2 separate regions of the Hordeum vulgare genome follow, and region 2 is linked to region 1. Evidence: chromatin contacts called from public Hi-C data. All regions are on one chromosome and are shown on one strand. Each heading gives the region's core, a stretch centred on a gene start, on an enhancer-like site or on the middle of the called end of the contact. The rest is flanking DNA. Distances are from core to core; before and after follow the strand shown.

Region 1 (7,230 bases), core at 4,351-6,850:
ATTCACAAGTCCCTTTGTCCTTACATGATTGCAGATCGAGAGATTTCCAGGTTATTCACAAGTCCCTTTGAGTGCTATACAGATTACTCGTAGCCTGGAGGCGTACCTATTGTGGCTTCTCGGGAAGGTGATGTTCACAGAGAACCATGTCACTACTTTGAGTGTGCGTTACATCCCCATTGCACTGGAAATCGCGACTGCTGAGTCAGCTGAACAGATCACACCGAGGAGTTGGGGATCTGTGGTATAAGCTGCTACCTACCGAGGTATGTGCAACGGTTGTCAGCTTTCCACGGCCAAGTCGGCCATTCTTGGTTGCCCGCTGTTTTTACAACTGTGGTCCTGGGAGAGGTTCTATATTGGACGACCAAACATAGATGTGGACCACAGTTATCATGTGGGCAACATGCTTGATGGTGATGACATCGACTTGCCAACTTTCGGTCTTTGTTGGACGCATCGCAAGGTATGTCCCCTGGTATAATGTTATCCACCTTCTTAGTTTACACTATTGTTGAAACTAACTTATGTCTTGCGCAGAGATGGTATGCTAGTGAACAGACTAGGCGAGTGAGACGGATAGTTTGGATGCCCTCCTCCTTACACAACATAAAATATCATCGCGAGTGATATTGCTATTTATCCATGTGTCTATTGCTATTTATCCAAGAAACATAAAATAACATAAAATTTTAGTTCCATGTGTCTATTGCTACTTATCCAAGAAAAGGAGTACATCATTTTAGTACCATTTTTTTCATTGTTTGAATTCTTCTTAGAACTAATAGAATGATTATTCCAAAGAGGAAAAAAGATGACACTTCCTTCCAAAACAGCAAAAATAAATAAGGGGAGAAATAAGGAGAAGAAATAGAGAAGGAGGGAGAAGAAATAGAGAAACGAGGGAGAGGGGGGGGGGAGGGGCTGGCGCTGCCACTACTCGGCCACGGCCAGGCCGAGTGGCCTATCGGCTTCCCCAAAGCCGAGTGGCCACTAATCGGCTACGTGGAAGCCGAGAGCACCCTGTCGGCTAGGGCGAGGCCGACAGCTCCAAGTCGGCCACAGCGTGGCCGAGGCAGGTATATTTCTCTAAATTTTTGATTTGGTGCATTATTTTTCAAAAATAATAAAAAATGCAATATTAAAAAAAAATTAGCTGGAGTAGCGGTCAAGACTTGTAACAACTTGCCATCTATCTTGTACATTGGTGATGTATATAAACACGCACGCGTCCCTGCTATTAGGCTTATTCTTCCACTGTTTCTTTCATGGTAATCAGAGCCTGCCTCGAAATCATCCATGGCAAGCTCTTTCACTTCCTTCCCCTCCTCTCCATTTGTGCAATACGCAACAAAGAAGCTTACAAGAGAGAACGAGGCACTATGGCGCGCCACCGTGCTTTCAGCGATCAGGGGGTTCAGATGGCGGAGTTCCTTGACATTGAGCAAACGGTGACGTCTAATCAATATTATTATCTCCGCCAATAGTAAACACTTCACTTTTTTCAAAATTAATTTTCAAACCTGACATAAATTCAAATAGATATATCAGAAGTTTGACATTGACAACCTTGTCAACATCATGCGCGAAGCATATCACGGTGTCATCTGCATATCGCAGAATACCCACACCTCCATCTATCAAATCTGCGGCCAGCCCTTGGATGAGACCATTTTTCTGGCAGCAAGCACCATTTTAGGAATTCAGTAGCAAGATTGAACAAGAATGAGGAAAAGGAGTCACCTTTGAGCACCCCTTTGGCACTATGAATATAAGGTCCTATCTCATCATTGATCTTAACACTAACAGTGCCATCACGCAGGATTTGTGACACCCATCCACACCATTTGGCATTCAACTGATGTTTGGCATGCCAATCCAGCAAAAACTCCCAATTAACATTGGCATAGGCTTTCTCAAAGTCTATTTTAAGGATAACTCCCACTTGCTTCTTCACATGAGTACGATGCATGACCTCATGTAAAGATAAGATTCCATCAACTATATGCCGCCTTTTTATGAATGCATTTTCCGAAATACTAAACAACTTGGGGGTATACTTACTAATCCCGTTATCCATGATCTTCGTGATCAATTTGTAAGGACACCTCGACAAACAGCAAACAGATAGGTCTATATTGTTGGATTTTTTCGCATCAGCAGATTTAGGAAGTAAAGTGATTATACCATAATTCAGCCTCTGCACATCTAACTTGCCTTCAAGAAACCACTCATATAGCCGGAATATGTCTGCACTCACCACCTCCCGGCAATGCTGATAAAATTCAGCAGGAATGTTATCAGGGCCAGGGGCCCGATTAGACCTCATGTCAAAAGGCCCTTTTTTTTATCTCATCCATGGTGAAAGGGGGCGAGTTAGATTTTCAATGTCACCAGGAGAAAGGGTTTCATCCTCGGACCACAACTCTTTATCAATTTTACATATATTTCGTGGGGCTGGCCATATAGCCCTTTATAGTAATCCGTGGCATGAGTCACTAAATTTTTGGTCCCTTCCACAATCGTTGTACCACACTCTAGCGAAATCATAGAGTTTTTCCTACGACGCCCATTAGCTTTTATGAAACAAATTAGTATTATTGTCTCCTTTCAACAGCCATCTCTCATGAGACTGTTGATGCCAGATTAGTTCCTGCTCCTCATACATGTTATGCAATTCTACGAGGATTTTTTTGTGTCCAAAGATATTGGACCCAACCCTTAAAAATTTTGAACTTAATATTCAGGATGTCGATGGGGTCGTCAGTGTAAACTGGTTTAGTCCATATATCAGAGACAATAGGAAGGAATTTCGGACTATTCGGTGAGGCTACATCAAATCTGAAGCACACGTTCACTGGTGTTCTAGATTTAGCAGCCCTCCATCAAGCAACACAGGATTATGGTGTAAGATATCCTTTACTAATTTTTGGACACAGACGATAGGATAAAGACCCTCCGAGTCAGCAGACATCAACACACGTTTAAATTTTGTAAGGTTGCTTTCTCTTGCTTCTTGGACCAAGTGAAACATCCCTGGACATGAAGATCTCACTCAAACCCAACAAGTGAATGACAGAATTAACACATCCGAGAAGTGATATAAGGGTTTTATTTTTATTTTTTTCACCACTGTAGCGCAGGATATTGAAGTCCCCACCTATTAGATAAGGGATCTTGGTCTTATGGCAAAAGGAGGACATTTCTGCAAGGAATTCATGTTTGTGTTCATCATGAGTGGATCCATACACCACCATCAGGGCCCATTCTCTTTTTTTATTGTTGTCCAAGAGGTTAATTTGGAGAATATATTTACCATGGCTAGAAGTAATGACCTCAAATTTACATCTATCTAGGTTTATACCGCATAGTATACCTCCAGATTTACCTTGGGAAGGAATCTAATCCCAATGGAATTTTTTATACGAGTCAAGCTTCCTTAAGAAAGAAGGTTTGTACTATTTTTTAATGCTCACTTGAAGACCAATAAAGTCAACATCATGGGCATTCATGATATTAGTGAGACAGGTAGACATGCCTTTCTTACCCTCCCGCCGCAATTCCAGAAGAGCCATGTCATTTATATCGCTTAGGTCTGTCTCGCACCCTGGTGGGACTGCCAAGATTCAGAGCAGACCCACCCTCTTCCCCTATCTTCTGGCATCTAGTCTTAGGTCTACTAGCTGCCTTAGGGGACGATATAGTTACTTTTTGCAAGGAGTCTTCTTCTTTTTCTGTCTAGATTGAACCAGGATAAAAGGTTCACCATCCTCCCTATTACTATTGTCTAAGTTAAAGACACAGGGATATCATTGCCCAACCTGTCATTAACAATGAGATTAGTGAGGTCACTATCATATTTTTTCTCGCGAAGCAATTGCCTAGATAATTCTAATTCACGCAAAACATCAATAGTAGCAAAGTTATCAGCAGGAATTTAAACTCACATGAGGGAAGAACGTAACATAATGGCAGAATTATGTAGAACAGAAAATTGATTGTTGCGTAGTTGAGGATCCATGCCTTCCAAGTTGCGTTTCTTTAGCAAGTTAGCAGCTTGTTCCTCAACACGAGACAACTTATGGAACTGAATGCGCTGAGTAGTACTGAATAGCTCTGAGACCACGGGATCATTAATAGGTGACCTAGTGGGCGACTCAAGAGTGTATTCACTCTGAACCTCACATCCTTCATAAGCACCTTCCTCAAGCTCCACAACCCTAGGCAGCTCAGGCCATACCACATAACTGATAAAGGAGGGAAGCCCCCCACCCTCCTGCAGGGAACATCAGAATGATATATGAAGTTCGGGAAAGGGGGGACATGGGTTTGAATAGTGGCCCAAGCACCTTTGTCCACACTAACAATAGTAGCAGGAGATACGTCCATTGAAAATCCAGTGCCCACCTCATCAGGACTGCCCTCTGAGCTAGTATTTACCATAGAAGAAGCATTACCATGATAGGTACCAGCTGCCTGCTCCTTAGATAGGATTTCAGTAAGCAGTTCAGTATGATTTTCCTCACTCTCCTCACCTTCTTCAGTTTTAGAATTAGCCAGTTGCAAGCTCTTGTCATAGGTCTGGGAAGAAGAGTTCACAACCACAGATGCACTTGTGTCTCCCTGTCCAGTAATTTGGCCAGGATATGATACAAACTAGATCTCTTAGGAAATGTTGGAGAAGAACTCCTGTCCACAGCAGTAGAGGACTGATTTTTTCCATGGCCACGAGCCACAATTTTCTCAACCTCATAAAAGAAGTCAGAAAACTGTTCACCCAACATCCCCTCAGCACATGGAGGTACTTTCTCCATGTCCCTACACCCCGATAGAATTCTAACATATACAGGTTTATGTAAGGTTGCAACATGCACCTCTAGGGTCATACCAACGAGGCCCCCAACATATGAAACATGTTGAGTGCATCTTTTTTCAAGCGGACATTTCGAACCCTCACCCAGGCCTTTTGCATCTCACCCTTAGCCCCAACAGAGGCAGACCAGGGGGTAATACAAAAAATTGCCGACCCATCTTTCAAAGGAAGCCGTTTACCATAACAACAAGCTCTCTCAACTTCTCTAGAATTAGGAAATCGAATCTCAAATTGAGTAGAGTTGATAGGCCGGGAAGTACAACGCCATCTCTTCTTTTCAGGTTTTTGGGCAAAAAAACCATTAAATTTAGTTTCAATTTCTTCAGTTGTGGCCTCCCCCTCCACAATAGAGATCAACACAAAATTAGTTTTTCAGATGCTTGCTTAGCCACACATAGAACATGGATGTAGAGAAAACCTTGACCAGGAGATTGAAAACCACACAAAAAAGGAATGCACTCCCAAGACCTCAAAGTTTGACAAAGTTGGGCCATATGACCAAGCTTGGCACATTTTTCGCATCTAACAGTAGGGCAACGAGGAGCCAAATGACCTGTGAGGTTAAAGTTGTGGCAGAGGTCACTAACATTGCTCTTGATGTTTGACACGGACGAAGAAGTAGGCGGAGGAGCTGGCACCCCTCCCTTGGGCGCTATCGTAGGAGCCGTCCAATCCTTGGAGCTCCATCCTTGAGCACGGGCCTTGAGCACGGACCGTCGCCATCTCCCATCTGTTCCCCACCTCAGATCCGAGGGATTTTGAACCACCCGGAGCAGGTGGCGGCGGACCTGACCGCTGCCACACCATGTTCCACGACTGGATGGACGGCGACACCTTGCTTTGTTCTGATTCTTTATTAAAAGGAGGCCTTAATATATCTTATTTTTTTATGGACCTCGCTGTCACGGAAGGGTAGGAGAAAAGATGTCATGTAATTTTTTTTCCATGAGCCTGTATAACTATGTACGGAATACATGCCTACATTATATCGATGAACGAGAGATAGTTCTGTGTATCCCTATGTTATGACTCATACATGATGAATATTATCCAGCAATATCTCCGATACAGTGCCTACGAGTTTCCACACATTGTTCTTGCTAAGTTACTATTGTTGCTACTGCTGCTACAACTCCTACAAAACTGCTATCAGTGTTACCGTTACTGTTGCTACTGTTATCGCTTCTATCAAAACTATCATATTAGTCTGCTACTGATCACTGTGCTGCAAATACTAAATCTCCAAGTGTGGTTGAATTGAAAACTCAGCTGTTAATACGTGCAAATATTCTTTGGCTCCCCTTGTGTCGATTCTATAAATTTGTGTTGACTACTCTACCCTCGAAAACTATTGCGATCCCATATACTTGTGTGTTATCACATAGGACGTTTCAATTTGGATATTTCTTATACACATGGAAATGCTAATGTAATGGTTGATGCCTTGAGGTGCAAGTCATACTGCAACCACCTCCAGGTTCATAAGGTTCATGCCCGTATTTAAGAAGAATCCTGTAAGTTGAAACTTCATATTATTCCTCGGGGTTATCTTGTTCCCCCTCCTAAAGAGTTTCGCAAGATGAACCTCCATGTTGTTAATTAGGGTTCCCTCAGTAACCTGGTTGCTGAACCTGATCTCATGAGTTGCATCAAAACTATTCAAATCTTTGACACTGAAGTAGATAATATTAAAGGCTACCTTGCAGGAGGTAAACCCTCTTGCTTCACTCTTGCTGATGATGGCGCCTTGTACTTGAAGGGTCGTCTATGCGTACCTAGTAAGAGGGCAACCTAAGTATGACGGGAAGGGTGATGAAAGAAGCTTATGATACACCGATGTCTATTCATCCGGGTACTACCAAGATGTACCAAGACATCCATCAAAGATTCTGGTGGTCAAACATGAAATAAGACATTGCACGCTATGTTGTAGAATGTGATATTTGTCGTAGGGTCAAAGCAGAACATCAAAGGCCTCCTAGAACTCCGCAACCTATCTCTATTCCTGAATGGAAATGGGACCATGTTGAAATGGACTTTGTGACTGGTTTCCGAGATCACACAAAGATAATGATGCCATTCTTGTCGTCATTGACCGACTATTCTTGTCGTCATTGACCGACCGTTCAAAGTTGCACATTTTATGGCCGTCAAGGAAACAATCACTGCTAGGTAGTTGGTAGATCTATATATGTCCAGATTTTTTCTCACTCCACCATATTCCATTGGTAATCAACTTAGCCGTGGCAGCTTGTTCACTTCAAAATTCTGGGAAAGTTTCGAGAAGGCTATGGGAACTCATTTGTCCTTCAGCACCGCATGTCACCCTCAATCCCAAGGACAAGTTGAACGAGTCA
Region 2 (6,558 bases), core at 3,761-6,260, 36 kb before region 1:
CAGGGTGCCTCACGTCCTCTTCCTTGACGGTCCACTCCTGGATGAACCTCCAGACGCCCCACATGTCGCTCGAGCGAAAGGCCGAGGTCGCGACGGCCACTTTATCAGCATGCCTCGGTGGTGCACCAGGGCGAACTCGTACTCGGCGTGGACGACGCTCTCAGCGGTGGCATCCGCGGCGGCGGGGGCGTTGCCGGTGGTGGCATCCGCAACGGCGGGGGCGCGCCCCGTCGAGGTAGCTAGCAACGGACCCTCCAGGTGTGGCCTGCTGCCCTGAAGGTGCTGGACTCTAGGTACCTGCCGTTGCCGCCGTGCATGTTCTCCAGTCGCGAGTAGCCCTCGACCCTGAGCGTGTCGTGGCGGCGACGGTGGACGCGGAGGACTCCTCAGGTTCGTAAGAGGACACGGGCGCGTAGTAGGGCGGAGACGACGTACGGCATCTCCGGCTAGATTGATGGTGCAAACACGCTCGACGGCGGCGAACGAATCTCACGATCAATGCGAAGAGACTCTGGGTTTGGAAGATTTATACTGTACTAGCAAAAGGGCCCGTGCGTTGCAACGGGAGAAAAAAATACCACACACTTTTAATCTTTTTATAATCATTTTGATTTATTAAAATAATAAGCTGACTAACTAATGTAGTCAGTCCTATCCTATTTTGTTAAGAAATCAACCCGTCCATTGTTAATTCCACCATGATGAGAAATTGAGCCGGACAAGCAAAGCAAAACAAAGAGGCTACGTGAATTGATCAATGGACTGTTATCTTATTTCACCCATGGGGGAGAGAATGTGGGATCAGATCACAAACTGAAGGTGATGTTCCATTCTCTGTCTCTACAACAATACAATCTTACATTCAATACATTCATTCATCAGCAAACAAATCTCCACAAAACAAAAAAATTTGTCGGTGCTTGGCACACGGTTGGAGGCATGGGGAGGGGATCTCACCAGATGACGAGTTCCTGCCGGAGGAGGGGATACGATGAGGGGAGCAAGGGTTAGGCGCCTCTATCTGACCATAAGGAGTCGCCGTTGCCGCGCCAAAACCTCGGAGTTCCCCGTGTGAGCCATAGAGGCCGCCTCCACCAGCAAGTACTTCACTCCGCCACGCCTTATTTGCGCGCCACCGCCGTTCTGCATCCAGCAGACGCATCATCCCCAGTCACTCTAGCTGTCGCGTTGATTTGATCCAGAAGCTGTGCTCGAGCGCCGAAACGGGGGCAGCAAGCGGGTAGAGGTACGGTCGCGGAGGCGGGTGGGTTGAGATCGACAACAGTGGTGGTTAAGGTCGGCCGCGGCGGCGAGTGGTGTGGCAGCGGCCTGGGCACAGGCCAGGATGGACCAGGGTCGACGCGATGCGCTCGAGCGCCGCAACGAGGGCAGTGAGCGGGGAGAGGTACGTCCGCGGAGGCGGGTGGGTTGAGATCGGCAGCGGTGGCGGTTGAGGTCGGCCACGACGGCGATTGGTGTGGCGGCGGCCTGGGCACAGGCCAGGGTGGCCCAGGGTCGACGGGAGGAGGCGATGCGTACGGGTATAATTTTTACAGCGAATTGTTTTTTCTTTTGCATTGTAGATAAATAATGAAGCGCTGGTTGAATAACAAAAAATATAGGTTTTTTTCATAAAAATGCCGCGGTGGGTTTTCCGATGGAAGCGATAGCCTCTTATATTAGGTATAGATAGCAAAAGGGCCCATGCGTTGCAACGGGAGAAAGAAGTACCACACGACACACGCTCTTAATTTATAAAAAATGTCTATAATTTAAGAATTTATAGTTACGATACAAATAAAGATGGTCTTATCCTACAAAAATGCAGTTCAAAATTTTACAGGTCTTCTATTTTAATATGGCTTGCATGTAGATTTAATACGTACAAAGAATTAGTCAAGTGACCTTCAGTTTCATCTCTAATCCTGATTTTGTTGACGTGTTCATTCCCAACCCGGATGAGTACCGGTATAAAAGAAAGACGAATAATGACTTATTTATTAATATTGCACCCTAGATAGTATTTTTATTAAACGTTTAACAGATAAAATAATATCATATTTAAATTCTACATATTTTTCTAATCAAATTTCATGTATAATATGTTAAATTTGAAGTTACGGTTTAAAAGATATGAGTATTTAAAAAAATATTTAATATATACTACAAGTTTAATGTCATAAACAGTAAGAGCTTTTTTTGTAAAATCACCTCGGTGGGTTTTCCGACGGAAGCGATAGCCTCTTTATTATTAGGTAAAGACTAGCAAAATAGCCCGCACGTTTGCGCGGTCTGAACACAATATATTTTCACATGTCATCACATTTATGTTGCCGACAATGTTTTTAGTGTTCACACAACAAAAACGCGTTTGAATGTACAGTCACTCGGAATAAGATGAGAAATATGTTGTTTCTCTCCATAAGGTTTTCAAAGGTGTGCATGTATGGTTAACGGTGTTTTTTTTTCTTAATTTGGTTTTAATTTAATGGATATTTATTGCAATTCGTTTGTCGCCGGAAAGAGAGAAAAAAGGATCATGCACTACAAATTAAGTTTGCATCAAAAATAATATTTAAGAAATATTCAACAGTTAAAAATAACATCCTATTTAGATTCTACACATTTTTTAATCAAATTCATATATAACATATTAAAATTAAAGTTATGTTTTAAAAGATATGGATAATTTTGTTTTAGATAAAATGTGGATTGATTAACTGAAAAGTCAGTTTTTTTATTAAAACGAAAAAACGTTTCGGTTTCAGTTGACTACGAAGGGCAGGTTGCTTACCTGAAACATTATGAGGTTTAAAAAAAAAGATTCGTTTTCTGACTTAAATCCGGACTGTTGGTTGATTTCGGAAAATGTCAGAGGCTTTTTTGTAAAGATAGCATAACGGATGAAAAAAAGCAGTCAACGCTTTATTATTAGAAAGAGATGTGCGATGAGACATCTGAGGTCCTATTTGGTTCCAAATAAGTCACCAACTTATAAGTTGAAAAGTGTAAAAAATGACTTATTTTACCAAACAGATCCAACTTATAAGTCACATCAACTTATAAGTCATTAGTTGCTCTACCCCAACTTAAAACTTATAAGTCATTCACTTTTGCATGAAAATGTGACTTATAAGTCAGATGACAACCAAACAGATGTAACTTATAAGTCACTGGTTTTAAGTCACCTGACTTATAAGTGACGTGATTTATTGAAACCAAACAGGGCCTGAGTTTGACCTGCCTCTAGGTAGAATCGAAACCCGGTTGTATAATATACGTATCACTCTGCTTCTGGGTAGTATTTGTCCTGGAATCATCCGGCTGTTCAACACTTACCGTAAACCTCCATGCACTATACAAAGTATAGTCAAACATAACTCATGCAAACACAACGAAAGTTTGATATATTTTACACAAACCGGATGATATTTGTCCATTCAATTTAAATCTAAAAGAAGCTAAATTAACTTGTACCTCGTGCGTCTGGTCGTGTTGGCCTATGGCACCTCAATTGCCGGCCGTGTTGTTGTCCTTCCAGCGTTGGAAGGACGCAAGGGCATGACAGCATGCCCGATCGTCGCCAGGAGCTTTCAGAAGAGTCATTCCGTTACATCCTGCACTGTGTATAGGGCTGGCGGGCCGCCTCGACTAATGCCGAGCTTAGTCGGAGAGCCATGCGCTTGCCCCTGTCGGTGGTAGCGGAGGTATCATTGAAGATTTGTAACACCCTAGACACACATGTTGGTGATGATTTGTTTTCATTCATGTGCATTCATAAATAACTTTTCGATCGGTCATCTATCCTGAAATTGCTCAAACCTGAACATGCTTAATTTGAAAGTTCTTTTCGAATGGAGGGCTTTTGATTTTTTTTATTGATATGAGAAAAACCGATGTCCTCATTGAATAGCATAAATGTTTCCTTTTGACACACAAGTCTGTGCGTCTAGTCCAGCACACGTGTCATGCCGTGTGGTATGATAGATCATAAACATAAACATAATGTACAATACGAATGGGATCCCGCGGGCGTCAAACACGCAGAGAAGCAGAACATCCTATTGGAGACCACCAACCAAATTTGGGAGCAAGTGCAGCCCACCGTGTCCATGGGAATCACCAAGACACCTCCACGCCGGTAGAACAAGCCGCCCAGCCGTGCCACCACACTCGTCACTGCCACTGCAGCACTCGCGAGTCCGACGCCTAACTGCCGCGAGCCGAGCGCCGGAGTTACCCCACCGCTGCATTCCGCCCCTTGGGCTTAAGGCCAACTCCACCACGCGACCTTATCCTGTCCGCTCGGGATCCCCGTCAAGCTCGGGATGGTTGGCTGGCTGCTCTTCAAGCTCAACAAGAACATCTCCGACTCCAGCGACTGTCCCAGGTGCCGGGCCCCTTGGGAGGATGCTACTCATATCTTCCTCACATGCCTGCATTTTCTTGTGGTGTGGCTTCTACTTGGACCATAACCACCCTCCTCCATCGTCGACATCTAGGACGTCAGGACGCCTATGGGACTCGATACTGAGGTGTGGCCGGATGTCGCCATCTTTATTCTTTGGAAGGTGTGGTTCTCGCAGAATGCCTCCACCTTGAGAAGCCGTCAGTCACTATCTCACTATCACAAAAATTGTAGCTGATTTTACCCTTTAGTGTTTTGGATTTTCCAAGCATATACAAAAGACTGCGGCTGTATCCTGGCGGCAATACCTTGCCTTCGCTCTCTAGCGCCTCTGTGTAACAACTTGTCTTGATGGCTCCTTAAGTAATACTCCCTCTGAACAGAGGAACATGATTGTTGAAAAAAGAATATTCCAGTCCATTCTTAGACTAAAAGTACACGATTATACAGAGATGCAGGATACAAACACCACTGATGAATCAACCGCTGCCACTCCCAACGACCGGTCGACCATGAATGAGAGAGGGAACATGCTCCCTGACACCTTCGGTAGCGGGACTGTCGCCACCGTGCCACCATGGCGAAGATGCCAACGGCAGAGGCCGCACCTTCTAAACTATTGGTCTGACCAAGTAACTCTGTGGTTGTGAAGCATCTCCAACCATGCTCTCAACAAGCCTTTCTCAGGTCATTTTTTTTGCTGGCGAGGGAAAAACGGCCCAGTCACACCTTTAGGGACCGGTTTTCCGTGGGTTAGGGTCAAAATTTTCCCCGACGGTCCTAACCCGAACCCAGCACGTTGGGGGACGCCCGGGGAAGCCAGCGGAAGGAAAAACGACGCGTCGGGTCCCTTGTCAGAAGAAAAAAGGCCCTTTCTTCTCCGAAACCGTCCCTCGCGCACCAGATCTTTCGCCACCGTGTCGATTCCGGCACCGCCCACCTGGCTACTGCCGCAACAAAGGCCATCTCCCCATCGACGGACGTAGGGTTCGCCGTGGCTTCGCCCGCTACCCCGCGCCCCGCTTCTTGGCGAGTTTTCCCGGCGCTTCGGGCATGTACGCGGCCGCCACACCCGCCAGGTGTTCGGCTATTTGCCAGGACGATGGACTCCGATGACGAGGAGGCGTTCACGACGCTACTGGATGAGGAAGTCGATGCCGACGCCTAGGATGAAGAGCACCTCGTGGTCCTCGCCTCTCTGACCTGCCTGTTCGCGAGCAACGCAAAGCCACAGCGAGGTGGCTCGGCGCCGGGCCGACTGAAGACAAAGCAGAGGCATCGACTGGAAGGCTATTGCTTGCTCTACGCCAACTACTTCGCAGACGCACCTCTGCACGGCGATAAAGTATTCCGGCGCCGTTATCGTATGAGCCGGAAGCTCTTCCTCAGAATTGTGAATTTCATCAGGGAGTTCGACAGCTACTCCAAGTGTAAAAAGGGTTGCACCAGCACACTTGGATCCACCTCGCTCCAGAAATGCACGACAGCTATGAGGATGCTTGCGTACGGATCTCCCGGTGATATTCTGAACGACTATGGACGCATGGCTGAGTCCACCACCATTGAGTGTTTTTACAAGTTCTGCAGGGCAGTGGTGGCAGTTTTTGGACCCCAATATCTACGATCACCCAATACTGAAGACACTGCTCGGATCCAAGTACAGAATGCAGAAAGAGGATTTCTTGGGATGCTTGGAAGTATGGACTGCATGCATTGAAAATGAAAAAAAATGTCCATTTTCTTAGCAAGGGATGTACAAAGACGCCAAAGGATGTTGCAGTGTGGTACACCACACTTGAGGTAGTGGCCACACATGACCTTTGGATTAGGCACTCCTATTTTGCCAAGCGTCAAGAAGCTTGTAGGAAGGATGTCGAGCGGGTATTTGATGCGCTTCAATCTCGTTTTGCTGTTGCTCGGTACCCCGCTCAGACCTGGTCAAAATATCAAATATGGGAAGTCATGACTTGCTGTGTTGTATTGCACAACATGATCATTGAGAGCGAGCAGGAGGGGCCAGTGTTTGACACTGAACCATATTACATGCAAGGTCCTCCTGCCCAAGTTGATCACCAGCTACTGACAACCTGGACTGCCTTCCTCAACATGCGTCAGGAGATCCGAGACCCACAGGTGCATCGTCAACTGCA

The links. Hi-C and Micro-C count contacts between places; a contact is called where the count stands out from the background.
Region 2: a Hi-C map of leaf shows a contact between it and region 1, with 2.8 times the contacts expected there. The contact joins two enhancer-like sites. A contact is called at or near these places in 2 of 6 Hi-C or Micro-C datasets (both in leaf).

The regions. Positions count from the first base shown.
Region 1 is chr2H:27,374,096-27,381,325 of MorexV3_pseudomolecules_assembly, reverse strand. No RefSeq gene overlaps it. Among protein-coding and RNA genes, the nearest start is that of LOC123425145, 26 kb to the left of the region's middle. Within about 2 kb of position 5,600, at least 1 of the 3 cell types and tissues checked has open chromatin away from gene starts, as enhancers often do. A contact at or near this core is called in leaf, where this site is marked.
Region 2 is chr2H:27,410,308-27,416,865 of MorexV3_pseudomolecules_assembly, reverse strand. No RefSeq gene overlaps it. Among protein-coding and RNA genes, the nearest start is that of LOC123425145, 10 kb to the right of the region's middle. Within about 2 kb of position 5,010, at least 1 of the 3 cell types and tissues checked has open chromatin away from gene starts, as enhancers often do. A contact at or near this core is called in leaf, where this site is marked.